3 separate regions of the Sus scrofa genome follow, and all the other regions are linked to region 3. Evidence: chromatin contacts called from public HiChIP or PLAC-seq data. All regions are on one chromosome and are shown on one strand. Each heading gives the region's core, a stretch centred on a gene start, on an enhancer-like site or on the middle of the called end of the contact. The rest is flanking DNA. Distances are from core to core; before and after follow the strand shown.

The links. HiChIP or PLAC-seq counts read pairs in DNA pulled down with a chosen protein or histone mark.
Region 1: an H3K27ac HiChIP or PLAC-seq map of alveolar macrophages shows a contact between it and region 3. The contact joins the promoter of ZC3HAV1L here to the promoter of FMC1 in region 3. A contact is called at or near these places in 1 of 5 promoter capture datasets (fetal liver) and 1 of 2 datasets of contacts at active chromatin or transcription factors (alveolar macrophages).
Region 2: a contact with region 3 is called in an H3K27ac HiChIP or PLAC-seq map of alveolar macrophages. The contact joins the promoter of ZC3HAV1 here to the promoter of FMC1 in region 3. A contact is called at or near these places in 2 of 5 promoter capture datasets (fetal liver and liver) and 2 of 2 datasets of contacts at active chromatin or transcription factors (alveolar macrophages and skeletal muscle).

The regions. Positions count from the first base shown.
Region 1 is chr18:10,590,605-10,593,894 of Sscrofa11.1, reverse strand. It overlaps ZC3HAV1L (zinc finger CCCH-type antiviral protein 1-like), which reads right to left and starts at 1,351. Exons shown (of 6, transcript XM_021079067.1): 1 at 483-1,351; 2 at 348-480. The coding sequence starts at 711.
Region 2 is chr18:10,530,777-10,533,929 of Sscrofa11.1, reverse strand. ZC3HAV1 (zinc finger CCCH-type containing, antiviral 1) reads right to left here and starts at 1,408. Exons shown (of 13, transcript NM_001177489.1): 1 at 1,101-1,408. The coding sequence starts at 1,408.
Region 3 is chr18:10,348,706-10,352,010 of Sscrofa11.1, reverse strand. FMC1 (protein FMC1 homolog) reads left to right here and starts at 1,639. Exons shown (of 2, transcript XM_005657736.3): 1 at 1,639-1,828. The coding sequence starts at 1,691. TRNAR-CCU (a tRNA gene) reads left to right here and starts at 991; the gene lies at 991-1,063.

The DNA.
Region 1 (3,290 bases), core at 102-2,601, 240 kb before region 3:
CTGCAAATGGCCTTAAAAGGACCACTGCAGGAAACAAACCAAAAAGCTCCAGTCTTGATTTATCCCGGCCTTGTCGTGGAGGATCCCGGGGGGGCAGAAGCTGCAAGTGGGGGGTCGGGGGATGTGGCTGAGAAATGCAAACCAAGACTAACTTTCGCCTCGCTCCGCAGCGGAGCAGGGGGCACGAGGGAGGCCTCCCCTGGAGGACGCGGAGGGGTCCCTTCCCCAGGCTTCCCTTCCACCCTGCCGGAGGGGAGTCGCCCGGACCAACTATCGCTTTTCTCTTTCCTTCCGGGCCCCGCTGCGTCCCGCCTGCCGCCCTGCCCCCCACCTCCCTGCAGCCTCACCAGCAGTCGCGGTTTGGGCACTTGCCCAGCATGTGGCGGTGGCAGAGGTGCAGCTGGTCGCAGGCCTGGCACTCGCCGCGCTGGTAGCGGGCGCAGACGCGCGCGGAGGACACGGCCACCACCCTCCAGGCCAAGGACCGCCGCCGCCGCCCGCTCCGGCCGCCACCTCGGCCTCGGCGTCCCACGGGCCCTCCCGCACCTCCACCTCCTGCAGCAGGAAGCGGTCGGGCCCCGCCTGGCGCAGCACGTCCCGGAGCCGGGCCTCCGAGAGCTCCACGTGGCCGCGCAGGTCCTGCAGGAACATGCGGCCGCCGTGGGCGCACAGCACCTTGGTGAGGAAGGAGCACACGGTGGGCTCCGCCATCGTCGCTGCCCCGCTCCCTGCGCGGCCGAGCGCGGAAATCCGAGGCGGGCAGACTCCTCCCAGTCACGTCCATGACTTCAAACCCGCTTCCCAGGAACGCGCCTGGAGGGCGGGCGAAAGGCGGCCGCCGTGGGCCGCGGCGCGGAGAAGAGGGCCCCGGGGTCTGGGTCCTCTTGGGTGCGGATCAGGCAGGGACAGTACTGATGGTGCGCCTGCTCTGGGCCAGGAACCCTGAGTCCTCGCCTGGAGGGATTTGTATAGTCGCGGAGAATTTGAGATACTTGGTAAGGGCTGCAAAGACGGTGGAACAGGTAATGTGGTAGAAGGTGCATAGAGCTGCGGGGTCTTAGGTGGTTGGGAGGGGAAGATGTCAGGAGGCAGTCACTAGCCACGGGAGGCTGTTGAGCCCTTGAAATGTGACCAGTCCGAATTGGGGTGTGTGAAATATACACACACTGGATTGGGGCGCTTTGGACTGTAGAGTGTCAACTACCTCATTAATGACTGTATTCGTCATGTTACATTGATAATATTAAATAAAATGATACTATAATTTCATGTTTCTTTTACTTCTCATGTCGTGATGAGAAAATGTTCAATTGCATGCACTGCTCACTTTATATTTCTTTCTTTTTCTTTTGTTTTTGTCTTTTCAGGACCGCACCCGCAGCATATGGAGGTTCCCAGGCTAGGGGTCTAATCAGAGCTGTAACTGCCGGCCTACACCACAGCCACAGCCACGCCAGATCCGGGCTGGGTCTGTGACCTACACCACAGCTCATAGCAACGGCTGATCCTTAACCCACGGAGTAAGGCCAGGGATTGAACCCGAAACCTCATGTTTCCTAGTCGGATTCATTGCCACTGCGCCACTACGAAGGAGCTCCTCAGTTTCTATTTCTGTTGGACAGCACTGATTTAGACCTGAACATTCGCTGAGGGGCTTTTTGCCCAACACCATACTGATTTTCAATGAGCATTAAATCATTTGAGCCAACTGCTGATGCGTGTCAGAGTGCAGAGATGAATAAAACATAACTGAGGAACTCAGTGAGGGGAGCTGCTGTCTTCCAGGGTGGTCGTGAAGATTAAATGAGTTGATGTCATGTAAAGAAACTAAAGAGGAGGGCGACCGGCCGATTTCTCTGCCTCATGAAGAAATTTGGACTTACCAGGAGTTCCTGTTGGGGTTCAGCAGGTTACCAACCCGGCTAGTATCCATGAGGATGTGAGTTCCATCCCTGGCCTCGCTCAGTGGGTTAAGGATCCAGTATTGCCGTGAGCTGTGGTGTAGGTCGCAGACTCGGCTCAGATCCCGCATTGCTGTGGCGTCAACCAGCAGCTGTGCCTCTGATTCTACCGCTGGCCTGGGAACCTCCATATGCTGCAGGAGCGGTCCTGAAAAGCAAAAAGGATGTAAGGAAGGAATATGGATTTACTGAAGGCTGGGGAGTGACCCCTCTGCCTAGAATGAGGCCACCCCCACCCCCAGCTAGATGTCTCCTTTTTGTCATTCAAGTCTGAGCTTAAATATCTTCTCTGCAATGTGGTCTTTCCTAACCTCCCAATCGAAAGCAGCTCCCAGTCTCTGTATGGAGCTTATCACACGTTTTCTTATTTACATATTCAAGAGTGTGGAAGCAGAAATCTCATGTGTTTTGTTCCTTGCTGTATCCTCAACACTTAAAAGCAGTGCCTGGCTATACTGCAGAATAGGTGTTTTTTGTTTGTTTGTTGTTTCCAAAAAAAAAAAAATTGTAGCACAGAATTTTTCAAGCGGTATATTAGAAGAGAGTGAAATATGCATCCATATATGTTTCCTATAGCTAGAAAATCTTAGCACATCCTACTTTATTTGCCTGATTGTTTTGGCTGAGAATTTGTAAAAGTTTCCATTCCAGTTTCTAAATACTTCAATCCTAAACACTTCAGTAGGCATGACTTTTAAAAACGGTACCAAAAAAAAAAAGGGAGTTCCCGTCGTGGTACAGTGGTTAATGAATCCGACTAGGAGCCATGAGGTTGCGGGTTCGGTCCCTGCCCTTGCTCAGTGGGTTAATGATCCAGTGTTGCCGTGAGCTGTGGTGTAGGTTGCAGACGTGGCTTGGATCCCGAGTTGCTGTGGCTCTGGCGTAGGCCAGCAGCTACAGCTCCGATTTGACCCCTAGCCTGGGAACCTCCATATGCCGCGGGAGCGGCCCGAGAAATAACTAAAAAGACAAAAAAAACAAAACAAAAAAGTTACCTTTTCCTACATAATCCTAATGTTATTTTCATAACTAACAAAAGTAACTGTAATTTTTCTTAATACCTCTAACGTAGGATAGGTGTTTTAGCAAGATCCCTGGCAATAATAAGAATGGATTTCTAGAAAAGCAAGACAGGATAAGGAATGACAGAAGAAAAAAAGGAATTTTTCTTTTTTTTTTCTTAGGGCCTTACCTGCAGCATATGGAAGTTCCTGGGCTAGGGGTCAAATTGGAGCTGCAGCTGCTGGTCTATGCCACAGCCGCAGCAATACTGGATCTGAGCCACGTCTATGACCTACACCACAGCAACTCACTGAGCAAAGCCAGGGG
Region 2 (3,153 bases), core at 159-2,658, 180 kb before region 3:
AGTTTGAGGAAGTCACTCATTCATTCAACAAGGCATTCATTTAGAAGTGAGATGAGAAGTAGGAACCTGACAGGAACAGGAGGGCTGGGTGATTAAGGGGTCCCGAAAGTACTGTGAAGCAGAAGAGGTTGGGGGGCATGTCAGAGGATGAATTTGACTCCTATTGACAAGATATGCAGGCACAGATGCTCCTCAGACACCGGGAGACAAGAACCTAGAATCAGCAGGAAGGCCTGGACAGCGAATGTACACAAGGAGGCCATCTTTGTACATGTGACAACTGAACCCAAAGGGAGAGTGCTCCCACGGGGAGACTTGGCAGACAGGTACGTCAAAAGGCTTAACCCAAACCTTGGGCCACATCGGTATCAGGAGGCAAAAAAGAACAAGTGGAAACACAGAAGCAGCTGCCCGGGAGATCTGCCACCCTGTTCAAAGTGGTCCCAAGAGTGGGTGGTCAACCGTGTGAGTCACCACGGGGTGGGGGTGGGGGGGTCTTGGGGAAGCAACTCTGGTGGAGGACCCATCATCAATGACCTTGAATGGGACCATTCTAGTCTGGTGGTGCGGTCTACAGTCAGATATCAGAAGAATGATAACGAGGAGAAAGGAGGCACCGATGGAGGGCCAAGCAGGGACCCTCTGCGGTGGAGAGAGAATCGGATGCAAAGACCACAGAACGCCTGGGAGCTGGAGCGGGGCGGGGGGCGGGGGGGTGTGTGCGGAGGGACCGAGAGGGAAAGACTCAAGATTCCAGAGAGTGGGGGCATTTTCTTTCCTTCCCAAACCTGCTTCCAAATTCTCTAGGCCCCGGTTTACCCAAAAGTACTTTATTCTTAAGGACGTGGGGTTAATCGTCGTCTCCACCAGGGCAATAGCGCGCTAGCCATATTCAGGAAAGGTCTGACGGCGCCCGAAGGAAAGGACCCTCCAGGCGAAGAAGCGCGGGCCCAGCAAGAAGGGGAGCGAAGATGTGAACGTCTGGAGGACGCGGCACGGGGTGCGAGGTCCCCGCGAGGGCGCGCCCCTCCCGGAGCAGCAGCCGCGAGTCCTCCCCGACCACCACCCGGGGAGCCGCCCCTCCCGCTCAGGGCACTCACCGCTCCGACTGCGAATAGTGGCACCGGCCCAACAGGTTGAGCTTGCAGAGGTGCAGGTTGCCGCACTGTCTGTTGCAGTACTTGCGACGGCAGACCCGGACTCGAGTGGTGGCCACCACGGACCGGGTGACCCCCGCCTTGCCGCCGGTCTCCAACAGCACGAAGCGGTCGGGCCCGGCGGTTGTCAGCACCTCGCAGAGCTGCGCCTCGGAGAGCTTCACCTTTTGCAGCAGCTCCTCCAGGGCCATACGGCCCCCGTGGGTGCACAGGATTTTGGTGATGAAGCAGCACACCCCCGGGTCAGCCATGGCTCCCTGCGCTGGCCTGGCCGCGGCGGCGCGGGACTCCGCTCTGGGGAGAATCGAAACTTACTAGAATCCCGGGGGCGGGAGCGGGCGGCGCGCGGGCTGGGCGCGCCCGGGGCGAGCGAGCGAGCGTGCGCTCTCCGCCGCTGTTAGCTGAGCCCGGAGGTTTCGGTTTCCTCCAAGGCTTGGGTCGAGAGTCCAGATCGCACCGACCCGGTCCTTGTGTCAACTTAAAATCAATCGCGACGGCGAGCAACTGGAAAGAGAGCGAACAGGCTGGGACTAATCCGCCGGCGACAGTCGGACGGCTCCCTCTCGGTTCTCTGCTCCGCGAAGGTCAGGTTCCCCAGCTGGGCACCGCGAGGCTGCTTCGGAGAGAAGAGAAACTAAAAATCATCTCGGGGCTCTGAGGGAGTTTTAAAGCCAGCCCAAGTGGCGAATAACGCGAGTCTTGGGAGCCCTCTTGAGGAGTCTTCTATTCTCCACCACCCCCCCCATCCCCGCCAAGCACAGACCCGAGTGAGCCCTTGACTTGCTCCCAGCCGGCGCCCTGCCTCCTGTATTGGTGAGTCTTCACAACTAGTACTAGCTAGTTATTGCACTAGCTAGATATTGTTATCTTCGCTCTATTTGAGGAAGTAACCTGAGCACACAACAGCCGTCCCTCAAGCCGGATGTTCCCCAAATCTGGCCCCCAGGCTCCAGATTGGCCGGGACTGCTATGCACTTTCTCCCACACCACCCTGCCTTCTTAAAGGCCAGTGATTATTGGTTTCCCCTATTTTGCCTTCTCATAACTTTTTGTATGTATTTATTTATATTATGGAGGCATGTGGAAGTTCCCGGAGTCGAACCTACGCCACCGCAGCGACCAGAGAGGCTGCTCTGTCAATGCTGGTTGATTACCCTGCTGTGCCACAGGGGAATTCCTCTCGGGAGCTTTTTGAAGAACTGCTTCTTGACACATTCTTGCCTGTCTATAATCGCGAACAGAGGTGTCTCAGACGCTGAGACCCACACAAGGCTAAATATCGGATAGCAGTCAGTCACCGTCGGGCATGCTCAGACACATCCCAAGACTTGAGATTAGGTTCCTCTTCTCGGATGTTTGGACAAGATCTTTTCCTTCGGTGGGAACCCACTTGCACCCCCAGGCTTGGTATTAGGATTATTTTAAAGTGAAAACGTTTCAGCTACAGAAGATGAAGAAAGAAATCTTATCTGAACTGCTCCAAATCTGAATAAAGCAGAACCTACCTAACGTACAGCTGCCCTTAACCTCCTTCCAAGGGAGTTTCCTGCTAATTCAGTTGCGGTGAAGACAGATCAACCATTGCCATTAGCATCAAAAAGCCCGGCAGAACCTTCCCTACTCTCCCACTGTAGTCCTAAAAACCTCCCTTTTGTTAAACTGAGAGATATAAAGTTACTTTAGTCCTTCACTGGAGGTTTCCATTATTAGAAGTCCCCCCCGCCCAATGCTAAATAAATTTTGCCTTTTCTCCTGTTAATCTATTGTCAGTTAATTTGCAGGATCCAATCAATGGACTCATGTGGCGGAGGGAAAAAGTTTTTCCTTTTTCCTTCCAACATTCCCAAGTGAAATAAATGGGTCATTGATCAGATAGGTAATAAACCTTTTTTTTTTTAATGGTAGAATCCAGTTGTCAAACTAGAAAATCTGTAAAATGATCACTGGGTGTTCTCCTCAGATTGGCAGTTCTTGGTTGGCGAACCACGTCTCTCAG
Region 3 (3,305 bases), core at 390-2,889:
AGAGGAGGCGAATCATTTTAATCTTGCCATACTGACCATAAAGGCCTGAGGAAATGTCTGACCTAGACTTCCCGAGGAAGCTCGAGGCCCAAAAGGTAAATAGAATTAATGCAAATGGTTAAGATTCGCACAAAGAGAATAACATAAATATGGAAAAACAACGAGAGAAGTTCAGATACGGGGCAGAGGATGAACAGCGAGACATAAACGTTAAGATAAAGACGAGGGTCAATTTAGGCAGGGTCCAGTGGTCTGAAATTTATCTTAGGGGCAATGCGGAGCCACTGAGACATGTTAAGCAAAGGGTAAGGTCGTGAAACTCAGAAGTGACTTGTCCAAGTTATTCAGTAATGAACAGAACCAGAAAATTAACTCCTAATTATTTCGAATTAACTAATTCCTAATGAATTGAACTACTTCCTGCCGCCCCATGTTTACCACTGGCCCGCCAACACAGAAGGCCATGTAACCATTTCTGCCTGACTCCTGGCTCTGCGGAAATGGCCTGTTTCAACCGGAAACAGAAAATGACCGCTACCAACGCCACCTAGCGGCAGGCTGGGGCCGAGCTAGCAGGTAGGAAAGCCGCAATACCGGAAGGGGCCGGCTGTTTCCTGTAAAAAACGCAAAGGAGCAGAAGCTCGGAGGGCCAATCTCCCAGATTCCCCAAGCGTTTCCAGCGCCTTCGGCTCAGCGTTGTCGTACGTGCCCTTTTGCGCAGGCGCGGGGGCTGTCGCGCAGGCAAACGCATACGCAAAACTGTGCGCGTGCCCGTTCTCCGTCCGGCGCATCGGTGCTATTTCGAGGGTAAAGCCTTTGGAGCTGTAACGCGAATTTGGTTCTCTGAACTACAACTCCCAGCATGCCTCGCCCTTTATATTGGTGCTAAGTGTGATCTCCTAGGATAGGTCAAAAAAAAGACCTAAGTGACGATGACGTACAAAGCAGGAAAAAAATTGAATACGTTGTTTGAGCACGTCTTTCGCAGCAGCCCCAGTGGCCTAATGGATAAGGCATTGGCCTCCTAAGCCAGGGATTGTGGGTTCGAGTCCCATCTGGGGTGGTTGAAATTTTAGGTGAACTTCTCAGTGAAACTTTTGCCTCTTCCCCCTTACACATAACTTTAGTGACACATGCTAACTTTTTAACGATGAGAAAAGTGTCTACGATTTTCTTCTAGGTGTGGGGCTAGTTTGCGAGAATCAACATACTCCCGTTTCCTTGTCTGAGCCGCAGTCCTGTTAAGATCTCTAGGAAGTCAATATGCTGAGTTTTGATATTCCCTCTAGAAACAAAAAAACAGATATATCTTCTCAGCTTTCTATTTCAAATCGACACCCACTTCCGACATTCCCTCATTTTCTCCAGACTCAGCGGCCGGTCAGTTAATGGCGTCTGAAGTGACGCAGTCAAGAAAGGACCTCCTTTTCCCTCGCCTGACCTTTCTCCAGGGTATTCAGTTACACTCGGCTTTCGTTTGCTTTTCTCTTAATTCCTTAAGGTGTCGCTCGACGTTCGATTAATAATGCTCCTCAAAGAAGGGAAGTGAGACATTCCACTGCCCTGCAATGAATAGGGGGAGCCAGCAGTCTGTTGCGACCGTACCACTAATCGGCAGGGCGGGGGGTGGGGAGCAGGCGTAAGAGGGGCCTCAGGGCGCCGCCCCGCCCCGGTCTCCGAGGACAGGAAAATGGCGGCCTTAGGCTCACCCGTGCGCACTTGGCGAGGCCTTCTACGGGAGCTGCGCTACTTGAACGCGGCCACGGGCCGACACTATCGTGACACCGCGGCCTATCGGTACCTCGTGAAAGCTTTCCGTGCACATCGGGTACGGAAGCCAGTGTCCGGGTGCTCCAGCCTCCGCTTTCCTGGGAAGGGAGGGAGAGTCGGTCTGGGCGGAAGTGCAGCGCTCCGGGCTTGAGCGCTCATTTCTGAGGCCCTGCTTCCCTGCAGAAAGCTCCAGCCCCTCGGCCTTGGTCTGCAGCCTAAGTCTGAGAGCCAACCCAGGGTCCAGGGAGAGCAAGATCTTCCTAGGGTGGAATCGCCCCCTGAGGATTTTATTGGCATGTGCGGAGGGGACAGTGAGAAGAAACTGAAGTGGTGGAAAGAGGGACAAAAGATATTTTTGGTGGGCAGTGTAGGGTCACTAACCACAGGATCTATCCAACCCTTCTCTTCCCCTAGGAGAGCTATTCTGAGAGGCAGTTTTTGGTGCAGAGCTTCTCGAAGAGTAGGGAGTTCCCATCGTGGCTCAGCGGTAGCAACCGGACTGGTATCCATGAGGATGTGGGTTCAATCCCTGGCCTCGGTCAGTGGGTTAAAGATCCTGCATGGCCATGAGCTGTGGTGTATGTGCAGACGTGGCTTGGATCCAGCTTTGTGGCTGTGGTGTAGGGCAGCAGCTGCAGCTCGGATTAGACCCCTGGCCTGGGAACTTCCCTGTGGCACAGGTGTGGTCCTAAAAAGACAAAAAAGACACCACCACCACCACCACCACCACCACCACCACCACCACCCCCCCCGGCAAAAAAAGGTCAACTAGAAACCTCTACTGAGGTGGTACTGTGACTTACAACATTAACACGATTTATGGCCAGGTGCCGATTTTCCACGTGTCGGAGGTAAATAGGAACTTATGGGAGGCCATCTTGGAAAATCCCTTGAGAAATCTGCCCAACCCACACCTACCCCTTAAGCAAGATCAGACGGCAGATCATTTTTCTCAAATGGGGCAACTGAGGCTCAGGGACAGTTGACCTGTACAAGCACATGTGTAGGAACTACTAGAGTCTAGGTAACTTGGTTCACAAATAAGAGTCTTCCATTTAATTGCTTACTTGATCTTGGCTCTTGTCAGCTGAGTCGGCTCTCACCTGAAGGAAGGAAACTTAGAGTCCTTTGGGTGATGTCGGAGAACCCTTGTGCTTTTGATTTTTCTGAGCCATGGAAGTTAGAATGTAAAATGTTATGTGAGCCACACAGGAGGTCCAAGAATGCAAAATTTTAGAACTAAAGTTCAACTAGTTTTTAAAAGGCCACAATATTAGGGGCTTCTAGGAAGTTAGCCTAAAATGACAAATAAGATTCACATGGGTTCTGTCGTACAACCCATCATGTGCCCAAGCGCTTAGAATAAACAGGTGCCAAGGGAGTAAGTAGACCACAGTGGTTTTGGAGTTGTCATCGCAGCTCAGTGGTTAACGAATCTGACTAGGAACCATGAGGTTGCGGGTTCGATCCCCGGCCTTGCTCAGTGGGTTAAGGATCCTGCGTTGGGGTGACCTGTGATGTAGGTCGAAAAAGCA